Linked DNA regions of Danio rerio: region 1 is linked to region 2. The links are chromatin contacts, called in public HiChIP or PLAC-seq maps. All regions are on one chromosome and are shown on one strand. Each heading gives the region's core, a stretch centred on a gene start, on an enhancer-like site or on the middle of the called end of the contact. The rest is flanking DNA. Distances are from core to core; before and after follow the strand shown. Region 1 holds the start of pnrc2 (proline-rich nuclear receptor coactivator 2). Region 2 holds the start of usp45 (ubiquitin specific peptidase 45).

Region 1 (4,651 bases), core at 402-2,901, 390 kb after region 2:
AATATATTACGCAGCTGGGGCGTTCAAGGAGAAGGCAAAAGGCCAAAGTGAAGCCTTTATCATGTATTGGCTTAAGAGAGCAGCAGTGAGAGACCTTGTTAGGCCTGAACCTTCAGGAGGCTCTTTAACTGAAAGGTCATCAACTCACGATGATCGCCCATGGGAAGAGACACCCAGTGGCTTGGGGGCTTGGGCAGCACACTTGGGGATGGGGGCTCACTAAACTTGGCTCCGGCATAGTTCTGACCACACTGAGCTGATAAAAGTTTGTTCAGATGGGACTCCCAATTCTGATCGTACGGTGTGGCAAAACGAACAGAGCCATTCTTCTTGTCTACAGACACGGCCTGCCGCGCCTCAGGAGACCAAGAATAGCTGGTGCCCTTCTCACCTCTGCGAAGGTGATGGGGCACCCCTAAGGCTCCTGAGGCGGCAGAATGCATCACTCCATTCTGGTCTCTACTTCTCTGTTTGCCCCTGCTAACCGGCTGGCTCTTCTTGGGTGCTGGGCGATCTGGAATGTTGTATCTCTCACCACCTCCCATTATATTTTGACTGGATGTCACCTAGCAGAAGACAAAGGTGTAGATTTGTTATATTAAATAAAACATGCATTTATAGTATCTTCAAAACAGGCTTAAAATAAATAAGTGCCCCAGTGATGCAGGCTGACATAAACAAAGGGCTACGTGCAAAACGAGCCCGTCCCCGCCCATCCCCCACTCGCTTCCTCTTCTTACCTCTCTGTTGTAAAAAAGTTGAGTGCGTGGTTCTTTTCACTTTTTAATTTTTCCTCGCCAATTGGGCTCCAGGTCCTCGAAGTAGTTGATCTACTTCTCGCTGCACATGTATGTCCAGCAAGATCTGAGGTTTTCATGTGCCAGTGAGCGTTGTTTTGTCGTGGAACCGAGTTGAACATGAATTCACCTCGGCGCACGGTGCTCTAGAAGCCGTAGATCTAACAAAACAAACATTTATAAGCATCTCAATCTACTAAATATACATTCGTTTATGACTAAAAACGTATTTAAACTAATATCAAATCCCAGTCAAACCATTTCTTTGTGTAAATGTAAACATATATTGCAACAAAACATGGACTAGTAAACCTTCTTGTTTATAATTGTTATTTACTAGTCTAAAAAACAAACGGCTAATTTAAATGGCAAATATATTACAAATCACCGATTTGTTATTACATAAACAGCATTCAATCTTCCTCCTTCGCGATCGACGTCTTCATACTAGCGATTATTTTCGACAAAAAAGCCAAGGTTTTTAGTAAACTCGAATGTACACATTATTATTGCAATGTTTTATAATAAAAGCTCGATTTTAAATGATAAAAACAAGAGTATTAGGTCATCTTTTCTGGCCGCGTATCAAAACAAAGGCTCTTCAACGCAACATGGCGTCAACACAGTCGACGACTCCCTATACCTTTGACTGTGGAAAAACAACTTACCGACTTCCTCAGGAATTTGATGGAACAAGCCCTTCGTATTCCCTTGGTCTCGTCTGTCAGCTGTAGCTGTAAATGGAGAAAATATTTCCCGATATGTGAAGCTCAGTAAAAAACCGAGGCTACAGCGGAATGATGATGTTCTCCTTCTCCAGTTCGTCTCCGTCTAACAACAAAATGGACCCTCAACAAAGCATAAGTAGTTCAGACGTGTTGTGCTGCGGCCAATCAGGAAGCAGCACTGTGGACGCGCGGCCAATAGGAGCGAAGAACACGCCTGTTGCCATCGTTCCTGCGTCACCGATCGTTATGCGTGTTTGTGGGGAATTTTGGTTACTGTAATAACTCGAAGGCATAAAAATTATTATCACATGGTTTCTTCCGGTTGGTGTAATCTCAAAAAATGCACACATTTAAACCTGGTGATCGGTGTCCTTGGCACATCTTCGAGTAAAAGCACAACACTCGTAGAAGTGTGTGCTTTATGTAAACTTCAGCTGAACAAAGACAGAATACTCACAGGCTTCAGATATCTTAAGGGACACAGATACTTTGTACATAATACTTCAGATAGCTCTTAATACTGAAGTGAGTGCTTATGTTAACATCTGGTGAACAATGAAAGAATATTTACAGGCTTTTGATAGATATCTTAAAAGGACTTCACATAGGCCTACTTATTAAACAAAGAAGAACAACATGGTTGTTTGAGCAAAACCATAGGAATCACATTTTTTTTGCTATACCAACCATATTTATGAGTTTAACCATATGTTTGAACATGTTCTGATGTAAACCTGGGGTTAAACAAATAGTATTCAATCAGATATAAAGTAATTCAGTGTAATAAATGATTATTCATACAATATGTTGATGATCATATAAAACTAAAAAAAGTACAAAACACTTTTATTTAATCCTTGATTATTTTGTGTAATGGTTAATAATACGTCAAAATGTGAAATGCAGTATATACTAATAACCTAACAAAAATAGTAGATAGGAGCCTTGATGATTAATGTGATACAGGAAATACTTAGTCTTTTAAACTGAGACGAAACATGACGCATCCTGCTTGCATGTGACAACAGGTATAGATAAAAACTGTGAAGTGGTATCTGCTACCAATAATAATAGGAGGGAAAGTGTTTGAAAGGCTACAGACGAAGGTGTTGTTTTGGGGTGTAGTGTCTTAAATCAATGAATGGATTATAGGAGGCAAATGGGCCATTTGGTGTTTCTGAACCAAAGTGTCATGCTTTATGGCACTATAAGTCTGAGAATGTTTTAAGTCTAACAGCAGTGAGAAGTTACATAAACATTCAGTTTAGGCCTAATTAAAAATTATCAACTTGATGTTTTGCTTCTAGAACTTTGCTGTTAAGAATGTCCCAAATGAACTGAATGTTATTGGAAATCAATCCAGGCTTATTCAATTTTTTACAGTGTGTAATAGCTAAACGCCCTCAGCCAGTGGAAAAAAAACAAACATCTAAACATTTTGACCAGCTCAGTGGAATAGGTTAAATGGCTTGAAGCATTAAACTGGGTCAGTAACAACATTTTGCAATAGAGTGCCCATAAAAATAAGCCAAAGTTACCAAAGAAAAACAACTTTTATCAAAGTGTGTGTGTGTGTGTTTTAATTATTATTAATAGGCTATTTAATATTTATTTACCATTTAAAAGTCACTCAGCTGTAGATTAAACACTCCTGCTCAAGGAGACCTGTTGCATAATACAGCACTTGTTTGCCAGTTTAATGAAAATCCATGTTTGGTCATGGAAGGACACACCCACTGAACACAGCCTTAGTTTAGTTAGCAGGGGGCTTGGCCAAAGTTTGTATCCTATGTTTGGAAAGTAGGTCGGTAGGGAGGCTCTTGTCGGTCACGATTTGAGAGGAGGTCAAATGACCAAATTTGTCAATGTTAAGGGACAAGAAACAAAACTATACACTTTATGGTACAAATTATAAATTGTACAAATTATATATTTGTGCTGGTTATCAATTCAGATGTTTTTAATAATTACACACTTCATTGATTAGTTAATAAAAGTTATTGCACTGAATTTGACTATATTACCACAAACACTTTTCAAGTCATGTATTCATAATGCAGACATTTACAAAAGTAACTTTAAACTGTATTGCACAAAGCATTGCAACTTTTAGGCTGCAACGACCATGCTTTTAATTATTTTTTTCATTAAGGATTTTTTTTATTCAAATTGGTATTCAGATATATTTAGTCACAGACCATTTATTGCAGTTTGGTTACCAACATTTTCAAATTCTCCAAAAGAAACAAATAATATAGGTGTCAAATGAAACAAAGGTCAAAATAATTAGTATTTTTTTGGGAGATCTATAATTTTATTTTCGTTATTAAATAATAATTTAGTTTTTACTTTATTTTTAAAATAGGAAAATAAGATAAATTTTGGGTAATAGTTTTAATCAATTGTCTATTGTAATTTATTTACCAATATGAACAAACAAATGATCAATATATTTATTCACTTTGTTTACGTTACATAAAATAAAGTTGTTAATTGTTTATGTTAACCAAATTACGATTAATAAATTCTGTTCATTATTGTTAATACTTATTAAATTATTTTAAAAAATTCACTGAACTAATGGACCATTACTATAAAAAGTTACCAATTTTTATTTGATAAAATAATAATTCTCTAAATGAGAAAACAAAGCTGACAGTAGGTGGCAGTGTAAAGCGAATTATTGAATCGTTCAGCAGCAGCGACAGTGCACGCACAAAAGTTTATGTGGCTTTTAAAGGTAATGTTTTCGTTTGTATAACTGAGCAAACAGGCAATATTGTGTCTGAAGTATAACATAAGATTATCTTATTAAAAACCGCATATTCACTCGCGCTATTCAACAAAACAGCAGCCATTCTGTTATAGGCTATTGGTCCCATTGTGAGATATTGCTTAACTATATCACTTGATTCAAATATATGACAAAAATCTATTTTTACCTGGCAGTATTGCTTCAATAATTTGAATTCAAATAGGGATAACTGCATTATACAACAGGCAGTGAGTTGTTCTGCATGCTGTTCATCAATCAGTTATTATTCATTATTTGCCCTGACTTGCTTACTGCTCCAAAATATTTCTAACCTGTTAAAAAATTAAAAAAATATTGTTTTTAAAGGGTTT
Region 2 (4,481 bases), core at 1,899-4,398:
TCCTTCATGTGTGATAAATGCTTTTCTGTGATTTAGCAATAGACATAATTTTTCACTAAAACAATGCAGTAGGATTAAAACCTACACTTACCGCCAACCTCGTCAGATGAGTCTTCATCGCGAGGTTTTTTTGGCTTGTTAGACCGCTTGGTCATGTCTGCGGTTTTTAAAGAGAAGGGGTCTTTCAACCGCATTGGTATCTAGAAAACAAAATCATGCAATAAAACTGACAGCACACGGCGGTGTTAGAATTACTGAAGACAAAGTACATTACTACATAACACATATGGCTGAAAGACAAGCCTCTCAGAAGTGTCTCAGCAAACAAAATTACTTTTAATTTGACTATAATTATGGTAAACAATCCCATTGTAACTAAAAGGCTAAAAGCTGCTGAAAAAAATAGTAAAATACAAATATTACAAATAATACAAGGCAAATAAATGGCTAAAAAATAAAAATCAATCATCTATCCATCTATCTATCTATCTATCTATCTATCTATCTATCTATCTATCTATCTATCTATCTATCTATCTATCTATCTACATACATGGTCAAAAGATTATGATCAGTATAGTTTTGTTTAATAATTTAAAATAAGCTTATTCTGCTCATAATGAATGCACTTATCTAATCAAATACAGTAAACTTGAAAACTTGTGAAATGATACATTGCATTATAAAATAACCTTTTTCTTATTAAATTAAGTGATTGTATCTTTTTATTAAATGCCATGTCAATAATTAAAATGAAGTTTAAGAGTTCACACTTAGCAGATAATTGATTATAAAGCTTGTTTGGCATGCTGTCCCGGGAAAGAGCCCTGAGCTAATAAGATCCACGAGTCTGGGGCTCCCTCGAATTTGCAGGGCGAGAGGGGAGTTTGAGCTCAGGTAGATCTTGAGAACTCCCCCGCTGTAGTAGCTAATGAACAGATAGTGATTGCTCTTAAGAGATAACTACTTACTAGGAGCTGATTTGGATTAGTCAATTAACTTAAGTTGCATGTTTTTGGACGGTAGGAGGAAACCAGGAAACCCAGGGGAAACCCATGTGAGCACAGGGAGAACATGTAAACTCCACACAGAAATGTTGGCTGGCTTGGTAAGGACTAGAACCAGTGACCTTGCTGCTGTGAGGCAACAGTGCTAAGGGGTCACTGTGCCACCAATCTTGGAAAAGAGGAAGAGTATGGGGTGGAAGGGGGGATTCTTCAAAACGAACATGGCTGTTACATGGAATTTAAGAATCGTGAATCATAATTGGTGAATCATAAATTGAATAATGCGGGACTAGACAAGTAATCATAAGCACATGATTGTCTCGAAACTACCTCATATATAAAATTCACTTAAATTCTATTGAATGAAGCTTAAAATGTATAATATATTTTAATTTCTTTGAATAAAAGTGTTCAGCATCATTGCTCTAGTCATTAATGTCACATGAAGCTGAAAACATTATAACATAAATATCTGCTCAACAAGAAGCATTTTTGTGATTATTATTGCTGTTGTTGATAGTTTTGATAACTGTTACATTTTATTTACTTTATTAATCAAAGACATATTCAATTGTTTTTCAAAAACTACAAAATAAATGCTGTTACTTTGAACTTTCTTTTCATTAAAGAATTCTATAAAGTAAACAGTATCAGTTTCCACAATACTATAAAGCAGAAAACGTTTTTAGCACTATTCGTAAGAATCATTATTATTGATTACCAAAAATAATTGATCACAATAGAACAATTTCTAATAATTTCTGAAGGATCAGAGCAGAAAAAAGTCATTTTATATATATTTTTAAAAATGGACTGATCTCAGTAGTCATGGGAAGGTATAAGATTATGACGGTATGATAACCTTGGATAAATTATCATGGTGGCACGGTATTGTGATTACTGCTCTAAAATATATTCTTTTTAAATGTCTGGGTAAAAAACAAAAACAGCTAAAAATGTTAAATAATAATATAAACAAATTTATGCAACCAATTTTTTTATAATAAATTTTAATATAATAAAAATATATTATATTATATATATATATATATATATATATATATATATATTATATTATATATATATATATATATATATATATATATATATATATATATATACTAACACACACACAAACATTAAATCAATAGCTAAAATTGATTAGACACATTATAAAAATAATATTAAACCAATTCAATGATGCTAAAAGACTAACCAAAAAAACTTTAAAACTGTTTAATAAAATGTTATAGACAAAGAATAATATTCAAATAAATTCAGTGTAACTAGTCTTCAAGAAAATGCAATATAAAGACAAAAACATCAAGTAATATACAACAACAGCCTAAAGCATATCAATACAATTAAATAAATACATTAAAACAATCCAGTGTGAGGAAAAGCTAATAAAACATATATAATTTAGGCTATATTTATTCAGATTTTTCGACTCTTACATTTTAACATTTTAACTGAACATCACAAATGTTTACCACCATGACAGCAGAATCTGAATAGAGTTTGGAGGTAAGGAAGTACCTTGTCAGCAGTATGGTCGTTAGCTGAAAATGCTGAATCAGTAAGTTGGGATAATATAAGCACATAAGAGAATCAGTTATTGAAACAAGCTCTCTATCAAAGCAAAGGAGAGCGCGACACCTGAGACTAACCCAGGTAAAGTGATACAAGTACTGACAGCAGGAACCGGCTGCTGCTCTCAGGCCTTTGCTTACCCAGCTGCATCAGGTCACAAGTGTTTAGAACACAAGGTTGTTTTAAAAGAGCTGCCATAAAAGTCAGAAGGGTACATATATGAACCCGACTCACCCTGTTTATGTTCTCCTCCTCTCCAGGCTCGCAACCAAGTGAACGTCAGTTGTCAAGTGTCCAGGTGGAAGAAGAGCGAGCCTGACAACTTACATATGCTCACAACTTTAGAACAAACACGGAGGAATTCCTGTCGGGGGTTTGGCGTTCGCGTCTAACACTTCGACATTCATTAATCGAAAAATCCCGAGATGCAGTTACGGTTTTGATTAAGAGAGTTATTCGGCGTATTTACTGGCATTTAGGGAAGAACAGAAAGCACAAGTATCAGATGTGTCACGTGGTCTCATCCGCTTGACGCGCTACGGATGCTTGTATAGTCAAAAATCGTTTGTAAATCCAAAGAGCTTAGAATCTATGCTCTTTGGTATATCTACTGTTTAGCTGAGTGAGGGCTATACTGTATTGATAAAAGCATTAAAATGGAAGGGAAGAAACGTTTCTATTTTTTACTAATCAAATGCTTCCAAGGACAAACCTATAGTTTAATTCCTGTTTTTGCTGTTTATAATGTATATTTGGTTTAATATTTTTTTTACAATCAATAAATACGACAATAATCCCTTGCATAAAATCTTAAGTTAATAAAATGCATATTTTCTAATACCTAAAATACATACAACAAATATTAATAGAAATAAAAGGTAAAAAAAAAATAAGTGGAAAAAAAATATTTAAAACTGAAAAAAATAATTAAAATATTTTAATAAATAAAATAAAGACTAACATTAAATAATTATCGATTTGATCTCGTTAAACACGCATTATTATTATTATTATTATTATTATTACTTCTACTATTACTACATAATCAACATAAATATTATTAAACTAATATTAATACAAATAAAAAAGTTTTTTTTAATTCAGTTGAAAGTTGAAAAAAACAAATGCAATTTTGAAAATAGTAAAATTAATTAAAATATTTTAATAAATAAAATAAAATAAAATAAACTGGCATTAACTGTTCTCCCATGTTTGCGTGGGTTTCCTCCGGGTGCTCCGGTTTACCCCACAAGTCCAAACACATGCGGTACAGGTGAATTGGGTAAGCTGAATTGTCCATAATGTATGTGTGTGAATGAGTGTGTGTAAATGTTTCCCAGAGATGGGTTGCGGCTGGAAGGGCATCCTCTGCATAAAACAGATAAGAAAAGAAAATGAATGAATGAATGAATGAATAAATGAATGAATGAATGAATAAATGAATGAATGAATGAATAAATGAATGATTGAGACTTGCATTAAATAATTATTGATTTTATCAAGTTAAACACATTATTATTATTATTATTATTATTATTATTATTATTATTATTATTATTATTACTTAATCAATATAAATATAATTAAACTAATCAATATAAATAGAAAAAGGGTTAAAAAATGCAACTATTTAAAACAGTAAGTTAATATAAATATTTTAATGAATAAAAAACTTGCATTAAACATTCATTGATTTTATCACTTTAAAGACACACATTATTATTATTGTTATTATTATTTGTAGTAGTAGTAGTAATAGTAGTAGTAGTATTTTACATAAGCAATATAAATATCAAACACATTTTCCAGAAGTAAACAATAAAAGAAAAAAGAGAATGCAATAATTTCACAATATAAAATTATTAAATAAAATAAATAATA

The links. HiChIP or PLAC-seq counts read pairs in DNA pulled down with a chosen protein or histone mark.
Region 1: an H3K4me3 HiChIP or PLAC-seq map of embryo shows a contact between it and region 2, with 2.0 times the contacts expected there. The contact joins the promoter of pnrc2 here to the promoter of usp45 in region 2. A contact is called at or near these places in 1 of 18 Hi-C or Micro-C datasets (hematopoietic stem cells) and 1 of 4 datasets of contacts at active chromatin or transcription factors (embryo).

What each region holds. Positions count from the first base shown.
Region 1 is chr16:36,327,268-36,331,918 of GRCz12tu, forward strand. pnrc2 (proline-rich nuclear receptor coactivator 2) reads right to left here and starts at 1,652. Exons shown (of 3, transcript NM_001130192.1): 1 at 1,466-1,652; 2 at 741-958; 3 at 1-566. The coding sequence starts at 545. The coding sequence ends at 99.
Region 2 is chr16:35,932,390-35,936,870 of GRCz12tu, forward strand. It overlaps usp45 (ubiquitin specific peptidase 45), which reads right to left and starts at 3,149. Exons shown (of 18, transcript NM_001423966.1): 1 at 2,835-3,149; 2 at 92-200. The coding sequence starts at 194.